Regions from separate parts of the Sus scrofa genome. Here region 1 is linked to region 2. The links are chromatin contacts, called in public Hi-C maps. All regions are on one chromosome and are shown on one strand. Each heading gives the region's core, a stretch centred on a gene start, on an enhancer-like site or on the middle of the called end of the contact. The rest is flanking DNA. Distances are from core to core; before and after follow the strand shown.

Region 1 (5,504 bases), core at 2,853-5,352, 430 kb before region 2:
GAATCCATTTACATGCTTCTCCATAACACCTACCCCAGTGTCCTTCACTTACTGGTTTACAAATCTCTTCTTTCAATAAACTAGGAATGTGTTTTTGTTTTTGTTTTTACCATTTTTTTTCTTCTTTTAGGGCTGTGCTCATGGCATGCGGAGTTTCCCAGGCTAGGGGTCAAATCTGAGCTGTAGCTGCCAGCTGCCCCACAGCCACAGCAACGCAGGATCTGTAACCCACTGAGCAAAGCTAGGGATCGAACCCGCAACCTCATTGCTCCTAGTCGGATTCGTTTCCACTGCACCATGACGGGAACTCTGTAAACTAGGAATGTCTTGATATCAGATCATCTATTGAATTTATCATTTGCATTCTCAGCATTTAGTAAATTCTTGATAAAGTTTCTTTAACAAATGAATGACTTGAGGCATGAATTAATTTTATTGACTGCCAGAGCTAAATGACATTTTAAGGTCATCTGTTTTATTCCATCCTCTCATATTTGTAAAGAAGGAGAGTTACAAACTCTCGAAGTTTGAATTTTCAGAAGATCACTACTTAGCAATTTAGCCAACAGATATTTGAGTCTTTACAGTGTGGTGACACTGTTTTAGTTGCTTAATATAATGGTGAAGATAACAGACACCAAAAGTCTCTTCCATCACAGAGCTGACATTCTAGAGGAGGAGAGACATCGCACATTCATATGTCACTTCCATGGGGTTAGAGGTAGATTTTCTCCTGAAGAAAGAGAAACACCTGGGGTTCCCATTGTGGTGCAGTGGAAACAAATCTGACTAGGAACCATGAGGTGGTGGGTTTGATCCCTGGCATCGCTCAGTGGGTTAAGGATCTGGTATTGCTATCAGTTGTGCTGTAAGTCACAGAAAGCAGCTCGGATCCCGAGTTACTCTGGCTGTGGCGTAGGCTGGCAGCTAGAGCTCTGATTAGACCCCTAGCCTGGGAACTTCCATATGCCACGAGTGCAGCCCTGAAAAGACAAAAAGACAAAAAAAAAAAAAAAAAAAAAAAAAAAGGGAAATTCCCTTCAGCCATATACATCTGGACCCCACATGGGATGAATAAGAAGGACGCCCATGGTTCAGGTCTAGCAGCATGAGATGCAACTGAAAAAGAGGCAACAGAGCCCCTGGATGGAATAAAACTAGCCACTAGCCATTGTCCCAACACCACCAACGGAGCTTGGAAAAGGGGGTCGGGCCCACAGCTGTGCTGGCTTCCTCTGCCTAGGTTCCACTCCCTTGCCCCTCCAGAGGGAACCGTGCCTATTCTCTTCCCCACCACCCTCAAATGCCCCTCCAACCGCTGGTCAGCTTGGTCACCATCTGCAGTCAATGTGGACTCTGGTCTCCCACAATCACAAGAGACCCCAGAGGGGTGGAGCCAGAGGAGGGGCACAGGAAGTGGACATCTGGGAACTCCGCACGGACACGACCCTGCCCTTTCACCTCCGGCCACCTGAGCAATTTGTAATCCCAGACCCCCTGCTGTGACTCTGCTGCTGAGCGCCATGGATAAAAAGCCAGAAACCTAGCAGGGAGGTGAGAAAGGAAAGATACTGTCATCAGCTCCACTCCATGCTGAGTCTGTGCTTATTATTATTATTATTATTTTTTCTTTTTAGGGCCCACCCCGTCATGTGGGAGTTCCCAGGCTAGGGGTTGAATGGAAGCTGCAGCTGCCAGCCTGAACCACAGCCAGGAAACCCAGGATCCAAGCTGTGTTGGCAATCAGCACCACAGCTCAAGACAATGCCAGATCCTTAACGCACTGAGGGAGGCCAGGGATCGAACCCATGTCCTCATGTATACGAATTGGGCTCCTTACCACTGAGCCATGACAGGAACTCCTGAGTCTGTCCTTATAAAAGGGGAGGAGGGAATAAGCAGCAGTACTCAGGGTGACCTAATGACTTGGGCTGTGGGGCTTTTGAAAGGGCTGAAAGTCTGCCCCAGACCTTTTGTTGACCCACGTCAAGAAATCCGACCAAGGAAAAACAGTTCAGATAAGTTCAGGGGGCCATCAAGAGGGGAAGATGATCAAATAAGTAAATGCTCTGCTCTGCTCTATTCAGGTCAGATTGATGAGAATTACAAAGGCAGAGATGTCAGGGGTGCTGAAGGCCTGATTTCTTTGTTGTCATATTCCTGGGTGGGGGGGATGTTTAGACTATCCAGAAGGTTGCAGGATCGTCAGAGACTCTGGAGGGTGATTAGAAAAGGTGGACTTCACGTCCAAGGGCAACATGCCAAGAGGCTGGCCCTCTTCCTGTCTTAACTTTGATTTCAATCTAAATCGTTAAAACTCAAACTCCTTCTTCCATGTGGACTGGAGGGAAAACATTTTTAAAATTTTTTATTGATGAATATTTATTTGATTTAAAATGTTGTGTCAGTTTCAGGTGTATCGCCAAGTGACTTGGGTATGTATATATGTGTGTGTGTATGTACATATACAATATATACATGTATTTATACACACATGCTTCTAAGTGAAGTAAGCCAGACAGAGAAAGGCATGGATATCACTTATATGTGGAATCTAAAAAATAGTGCAAATGCTATGGAGAACAGTTTGGAGATACCTTAGAAATCTATACATAGAACTTCCATATGACCCACAATCCTACTCTTGGGCATATATCCGGACAAAACTCTACTTAAAAGAGACACATGCACCCGCATGTTCATTGCAGCACTATTCACAATAGCCAGGACATGGAAACAACCCAAATGTCCATCAACAGAGGATTGGATTCGAAAGATGTGGTATATATACACAATGGAATACTACTCAGCCATAAAAAAGAATGACATAATGCCATTTGCAGCAACATGGATGGAACTAGAGAATCTCATCCTGAGTGAAATGAGCCTGAAAGACAAAGACAAATACCATATGATATCACTTATAATTGGAATCTAACATCCAGCACAAATGAACATCTCCCCAGAAAAGAAAATCATGGACTTGGAGAAAAGGTTGTGGCTGCCTGATGGGAGGGGGAGGGAGTGGGAGGGATCGGGAGCTTGGGCTTATCAGACACAACTTAGAATAGATTTACAAGGAGATCCTGCTGAGTAGCATTGAGAACTTTGTCTAGATACTCATGTTGCAACAGAACAAAGGGTGGGGAAAAAAAATGTAATTGTAATGTATACATGTAAGGATAACTTGATCTCCTTGCTGTACAGTGGGAAAATAAAAAAAATAAAAAAATAAAAAAAATAAAAATAGTGCAAATGAACTTATGTGCAAAACAAAAACAGACCCCCAGACATAGAAAACAAACTCATGGTTACCAAAGGGGAAAGTGGGGGTGGGGGCGATAAATTAGGCGTTTGGGATTAACAGATACATGCTACTCTATAAAAAATAGATAAACTACAACGACACACTGTATATAGCATTATCCTGTGATAGACTATCACAAAGAAGAATCAGAAAGACCTTTAATTGCTAACAAAGGGGGAGGCTGACTGGATGCTCTTGTATATAGATGCTTAAATTTGGCGCTTGATGATGGAAGATGCTTCTAAATTTGTCCTGGACATTTTTTTTTTCCAGGTTGAATTTGTTCCCTGTTACCTTAAGAAAGAATTCTGAAATCACCTCCTCAGTTGCTAATTTAACTTATCAAGTCAGAGACTTTTTATCCCAGGAAAAGCTTTGGAGTCTCTTCTAATCCTAATTGTTGATATAAAACTGGTTAAATGGTAATGAGGCAGGAAGCTGTGGATGGCTGTGACATCCCAGGAGGGCGTCACCCTCTCTGCCAAATATTTGGATCAACAACCAGCCATCAGCTGCGGTGTGATGTAATTATTTTGGAAGAGCTTTGTACAGATGGCTGAGATGTTTCTGTTTACAGCGCGATTCTTCCCCCTGCCCCGAATTATGTATGTCAGGCTAAGCATTTGAAAGAATAGCCTATTCATTTCTTTCCTCTCCAGGATTACCCCCCTTTTTTTCATCCCTCCTTGCCCTGAGTTTCTGTTACAGGAACATGGAAAGATGAAAAGTCCTAAAAGTTGACTTTAAACCAGCCAGGAAACCCTATAAAGCCAACCCATATAAAGCCAGAGGGCACCAGAGCACTGTCAGTGGTGACAAGATAATCTCAGAAACAGATCCTGCTCAAGTTCAAATTCAATATAGGCGAAGATTTTAAAAATAAAGTGGGCTGGGAAGCAGAATGACCTAACTCCAAAGCAATAGGCATGATCTGGCCCAAATTTCAAAAACAGAGAACAATCCAAGAATAATAATAGTATCTTGCTGGGAAAGACTTTTTTTTATCTTAGCTTAGTCAGAAAAAATAGAATGGAAAGCTTTTCCCAGTCTCTCCAGCATCACCATGGGAGCCTTGGGTCTTGCCTAGTCTATTCCTAAATCCTGAGTAGGTAGGGATGGCCATGGGTAAGCTATGCCAAGGGGGTCTGTGGGTAGGTGGAGACATCCAGGGGCAGAGATGGATTAGTCCCTGACATCACTGAAACTGACCGCACTAATGGCCTGACCCTAGCCAGAACACAGACAGGGACTTGAACCCCTGTGCTGGGACTTGAACCCAGTCTAAACCCAGATTGGGACTTGAACCCACAGTTTTAAATTAGAATCACTCACCCTGTGGCTGGACTCACTGAGGTTCAGGTTCTTCATGTCTCCACACAGAAGGACTTCAGCGAGAGACAAAGTATAGGCAAGAAATAGATTTATTAAGATAGGACACTTGTGAGAGATGAAAGTGGGCAGGCGAGGAGGCTCTGCCCCAAAGATCCTGGTGGGCTCCAGTTTTATCATCCAAGGCGGTGGGGGTTGGAAAATCCACCTCTTCCTTTCTGGGAGTCTTCGCTCCACTTGGCATCTGGTAAGGTGTGTATTCAAATCTGCTGAAGGGCCGTCCTTTAATTCTTGCCCTTGTCTGCATCTGAATGCACGTCTCATCCCATCCCCCATCCAATGATCTGAGGCAATTCTCATACCTCCACTAGGCCAAGCAAGCCGGCCTTGGGCTGATGGCTTTTTTGAGCAATTTATTAACTTACAGTGATCTCCCAACATCCCCTAGATTTCCCTCTCTCTCTATGATCCTTTATTGGGACTGCTACAACTACCTGTGCCTACTTCGTCCCTATCAGAACTACTGAGAGTCTCCTGAACAGCACGACCAGCACGACGCACCTCCATTCCCCCATGACCACTGTCTCCTTCTCCATCCATGAAGTCTGACTGATCCCCCAAAACTCCTCTCAGTGAGTGCCTTCTCCAAGTATTCCTCTTTTTTTTTTTTTTCCTGATTGCATCAACAAAGTCTCAGAGTCTGTCTCTCCGAGTGAAATTCAAGTGGACTCCCTGTCTTGGACTCTATGAACTCTTTGAGTGCAAGGACTTTTTCCTTTTGTCTGTGTCCCATGCGATGTCAGAGGCACACCGTGAATGTTTTCTGAATTGGATTGGATGAGAATGGAGTTGAATTGAATTGAGAATT
Region 2 (4,865 bases), core at 745-3,244:
AACACAGAAACGATGTGCCATTTGCTCTGCCCTGGCTGCTTCGGCCTTAGGGGCGCTGGTCATGGCTAAAGGTCAGTGTATTGAGGAAGTCCTGAACTTCCTTTGGTGGTTGTAGATAACATTGAAGGCTACTGAGAAGACGAAGGGGACTGTTTTGCTTCTTAAGAAACTTAAGGCCTGGAATAATATCAAAAAGGTCTCTGCGTCTGAGCGAATGAGAGAGCTGGCAAGGACAAAGTGAGAAGCCATGGTGCATGCACAGCAGGGGATCTGTAACCAGGACCACACTATCAAGGCCTTAAGGAACATCGCTGGCTCCTTAATTCTACATTCCCTTCAAAAGGAATTACTATGCCGAATGTAAGCAATGAAACTTGCTCCTGGTGGACAACTGGGATGTTTCGAATTTGCTTTCAGCAAGTTAGATGATCTGTAATGACACTTCCTGCAGCACTTCTGGAAGAAGCTGCCTCCTTCCTTCAAGAGTAACTACAACCTTCCCGTGCACAAGCTCAACACAGACCTGGGCATAATCTTGAAAAATCCCAGAGCACCATGCAAGAGAAATCATGTCAGGGTCCTGTAGAAGAATTCATTGGAAAAACCTGAGAGTCATGTTCAATCTAACTAAACCCACGTTCAAAGATCATGCACCCGGGGCACCATTCTTCACCACGCTAAGAATACCAAACTAACTCCGTGCATCCAGGGCAGCAGCGGCGGCAGAAGCCAGATCAGATGAGTAGAGGTACCAGGCAAGGTAGAGAGGAGAGAAAGGAAGGCTGTTGGCTTTAAGAAACAGAAGCAGCCGTTGGTGGGGGGTTAAAAAAAAAAAAAAAAAAAAAAAAAAAGGCAGCAGCTACCAAGAAACCAGCCGCTGGGAAGCCGGAGGAAAAGAAAGGCTCCACAGAAAAGAAGCCTGCTGCGCAAACTTAGATGTGTTTATCCTCTGAAGGTCAAATCATTTTGGTCAGCTCATTTTGAATAAAGACCTGATCAAAGAGGCAGAGAGAAAAGCGATCATACACACCCGCTAACCTGGCTCCGCGCCGCCCCCTGGCGCAGCCGCGGCCCCTCCCGGACTCCACTCTCCCGAATGGGGAGAATCGTGCCCGCTGGCTCTTGGTCCCCGCGCCGCGAGAGCCTGAGTGTCGCCTCCCGACAACACAGCTGCCAGGCGCTGCGCAGGCACCTGCTCAGAGCCGCAGCAGGATCGCCGCACCTCCGCGTTCGCAGGAAGCCGGCAGGAGGAGCGAGCCCTACTGTGTGCGGACACCCGAGGGCGCCTTGGACCGCCCAGGCGGTGCCCCTGACCCCCAGGGGATGGAGTGGCTGGATGCGCGGAGAAATGCGCAAGAAGTCAGGTGGTGCCAGCGCGCAGGAATGCTGCGGAAACAGACCATTGGGAGTCTGGAAGGAGGCTGGGAGAGGTGTGCAGGCTCTATCCTCCCCGCCCAGCCCCCCCAACCGGCCTCCAGGCAGCCCTCCACTCACGGGAGAAATGCTCCTGGATCTTTATCTTGACGAGGAGAAAATGAACTCTTGATATCCACCTTTTCCACTTTCCTAGGAGATGTTGATCACCCAGGAGGAAGCTCTCCCTGAAAGGATGAATGTAAATTGCTTGACACTTGAATTGGCTGCTGAAAGATTAAAAGATCTCAGAGGACCTTTTTAAGCCACACTGGAGTTAACTCTACCGAAAGGGTTTCATGGGAGTCAGAACCCAGGAGCAGGAATAGACTGGATTACATAGACTGTACCTTACCTTCCAGCCCCACCGCAGGATTTCCTGAGCCGGCTTTTCTGAGAGAGAACTTCTCTGGCAGTTTCCAGAAACAAGATTCAGAGTTTTCAGTTCCTCCTTTTCTGGAGGCAGAATTCTTCCTGGAGAGATAACGTTGTCTATACTTCCCTATTACAAACACTCCCTAGGGTAACCCTCTTAAAAGTTAGAGGCAGTCCCTCCCATGCCTTATTTCTCTGTGGTCTAAAAAGTATGTAAACATTTTACAGCCTTTTATATCTCTATGTAAATATGAGCATGCAGTATAGGAGTGTGTGTAATAAAACACGTTAGAGAGCAGTACTATGACCTGACAAACCTCCTGAGTTCTCCCGGGTTTGATGGGCTTCCCAAACACCACTTCATTAACAGCATTTACCAAGATGGTCGTTTATTCATTCAGCAAACATGTATGGAGACTCTGTATGTTCCAGAAGGTGCTAGGTGCTGGGGACAGAGATGCATAAGAGATAGGCCCTACTTTTCACAACCTCTCCATCTCACCTGTGCCCATCCCTATACATGACAGGTGCTCTCCCATGTCCTATGGACACAGGAATAGCCATGGAGGGACCCTTCCTGTGGAAGCCAAGGGAGGACAGACATCACCGCCCCACCCCCACCCCGCAGAGCACGTGATCACAGTACTTCTCACACTTCTCACAGCTACACATGTCATTGTCTTTCCCACTATTCTGTAAGGGCCCTGAGGAAAAGAACTGTGTCTCCCTCAGTGACTGCCTGAGCCTGTGGGTTGTCACCAAGGTGGGTTTTATAGCTGGAGCTGCAGTTGTCCACTGCCTGCTAGACACAGTGGGAGTTTTAATGTGTTCTTAATGTCTTAATGATCTGATAAGGAAGTCTTTAGTTTTGTAAGCTAAAATTAAAAATAACCTTAACCCTTTGGTCATAACCATTGTTGGCAGTGTATATATATATATATATATATATATATATATATATGTATACACACACACACACACACACACACACACACATATATATATACATATATAGTCATTTTGGGGCTATACCTGCAGCATACGGAGGTTCCCAGCCTAGGGGTCAAATCAGAGCTGTAGCTTGCCAGCCTACGCCATAGCCACAGCAACATGGGATCCAAGCCTCGTCTGCGACCTACACCACAGCTCACAGCAATGCCTGATCCTCAACCCACTGAGCCTGGCCAGGGATCGAACCTGCATCCTCAAGGATACTAGTCGGTTCTTTAACCACTGAGCCACAACAGGAACTCTAGCACCATTTTTTTTTTTAATGCTTATAATTGACAGTGCAGAACCACAGAGCACATGCAGCCTTGCAGAATGTTCTAGGCCCCAGCAAACATGACCCAGAGGCTTGGCTTGGCCTGGCCTGGCCAGTGCTGGACAGTGGTGATCAAACCCGTGCTACACCAAGAGTTCCCGTCTTGGCACAGCGGAAACAAATCCGACTAGGAACCATGAGGTTTCAGGTTCAATCCCTGGCCTTGCAAAGTGGGTTGAGGATCCAGCATTGCCATGAGCTGTGGTGTAGGTTGCAGATGCGGCTCAAATCTGGCATTGCTATGGCTGTAGCATTGGCCGGCGGTGGCAGCTCTTGTTGGACCCCTAGCCTGGGAACCTCCATATGCCACGGGTGCGGCCCTAAAAACAAAAACAAAAACCTGTGCTACACCAGTGACCTGAGCCCAGGGCTAGACCTACAAGGTGTTGGCCTTCTGGCAGACTACCAGCCCTTCAAGAGACTAAGCCCAGGAATGATTTGTTGGGCTCTTCTTCACCAAATAACAGACCCTAGAAATCCTAGTGGATATAATGCGTGTGTCCTCTCTGGCTGGTGTTCTTTCCAGCAGCAGCTTTCTGGTTTTTTTTTTTTTTTTGCATTTTTAGGGAAAGGAAACAGGGCAGAGCCTGTGGAATTGAAGCATCTGTTGAGATATCAGTTCATCATTTTGGCCTTAGAATACCTTACTGAAAAAAAAAAAATCTTTTTTTCTACTAAAGCTATAAACTTCCCTGAAGTTTTAAAGAAAAATATCAACTCTGAAGTGTGAAAATGTATTGGCCTCAATGCAGAGTGAACGATCTTATGTTTAATTTCCTCACCTTCACCTTCCCTCAGGTCAAGACTCCCTTGTTCTCGAGGCATCATTTTGTGTCTCTCAAGTCTTTTTTCTCCCGTGAATTTCATCATGCTCTAGGAGTTCCTAAAGAAATGCTCTTTAAAATTCTGAATCAGCACATCAACTCCCTCTGAAATAATTCCAACATCAGTCTTACCTACCTTCCTCTAAAACGTGTAAAGAGGCCCAGCGTTCAAAGACATACCAGTTGTCTACACTGTTCCAAGATTTTGAGCTTGTTGGCTGACCTTGGCAGGTACTTGTATCTATTTACCTGTGATTTGAATAGAACAGGAGTTTTATTTCCTTGACACACTCCAGAAAAATTCCACTCACAAATGATAAGCGTATACTGTAATAAACCTGAATAGCTAAGTTAAATAAAGCTTTAGATTCCTGCCCTTATTTCCTCTTTTCCTTTTTCCACTATCAACTCTCTCTCTCTCTCTGGCCTTACCCATGGCATACAGAAGTTCCTAGGCCAGGGATCAAACCTGTGCTATAGCAGCTATGAGCCACAGCAGTGACAGGGCTGGATCCTTAACCAGCTGAGCCACCAGGGAACTCATCAACTCTTTTTTTAAAAGTATTTCTTTTACACCAAATAAATACTCATAATTTGCAACAAATAATGTATTGACCACATGCTCCATTCAGGACACTATGCCAGGAAGGGCATTACACCAGGGCATTATGACTGGAAGGACCCAAAGGGCTTTATGCCAGGGCATGTGAATTTCACAAGAACAGAACTTGGGAGCAGATGCTCCAGGATCACCAATGAATGGCATCCCTGGGGAGAGCCAGCTGTCTGCAGGCAAAAATCTCGGGTCCGGTGGGAAAGCCTTCGCCAAGGGTATCAGACTGGCCGAGCGAGGAGGAGAGAAGTGTGCCTAGCAAGAGGAAGCAGTGGACACACACTCAGGAACCGACTGTGCCCTTTCATCAAGAACA

What was found. A called contact is a pair of places that touch in the nucleus more often than the background predicts.
Region 1: a contact with region 2 is called in a Hi-C map of skeletal muscle, with 7 times the contacts expected there. The contact joins the enhancer-like site here to the promoter of SIPA1L2 in region 2. A contact is called at or near these places in 1 of 5 promoter capture datasets (liver), 13 of 47 Hi-C or Micro-C datasets (embryonic fibroblasts, fetal heart ventricle, fetal skeletal muscle and 7 more) and 1 of 2 datasets of contacts at active chromatin or transcription factors (skeletal muscle).

Annotation. Positions count from the first base shown.
Region 1 is chr14:58,547,164-58,552,667 of Sscrofa11.1, reverse strand. No RefSeq gene overlaps it. Among named protein-coding and RNA genes, the nearest start is that of DISC1, 410 kb to the left of the region's middle. Within about 2 kb of position 4,102, at least 11 of the 83 cell types and tissues checked have an H3K27ac peak or open chromatin away from gene starts, as enhancers often do. A contact at or near this core is called in skeletal muscle, where this site is marked.
Region 2 is chr14:58,114,035-58,118,899 of Sscrofa11.1, reverse strand. It overlaps SIPA1L2 (signal-induced proliferation-associated 1-like protein 2), which reads right to left and starts at 1,994. Exons shown (of 25, transcript XM_021073824.1): 1 at 1,769-1,994; 2 at 1,495-1,601.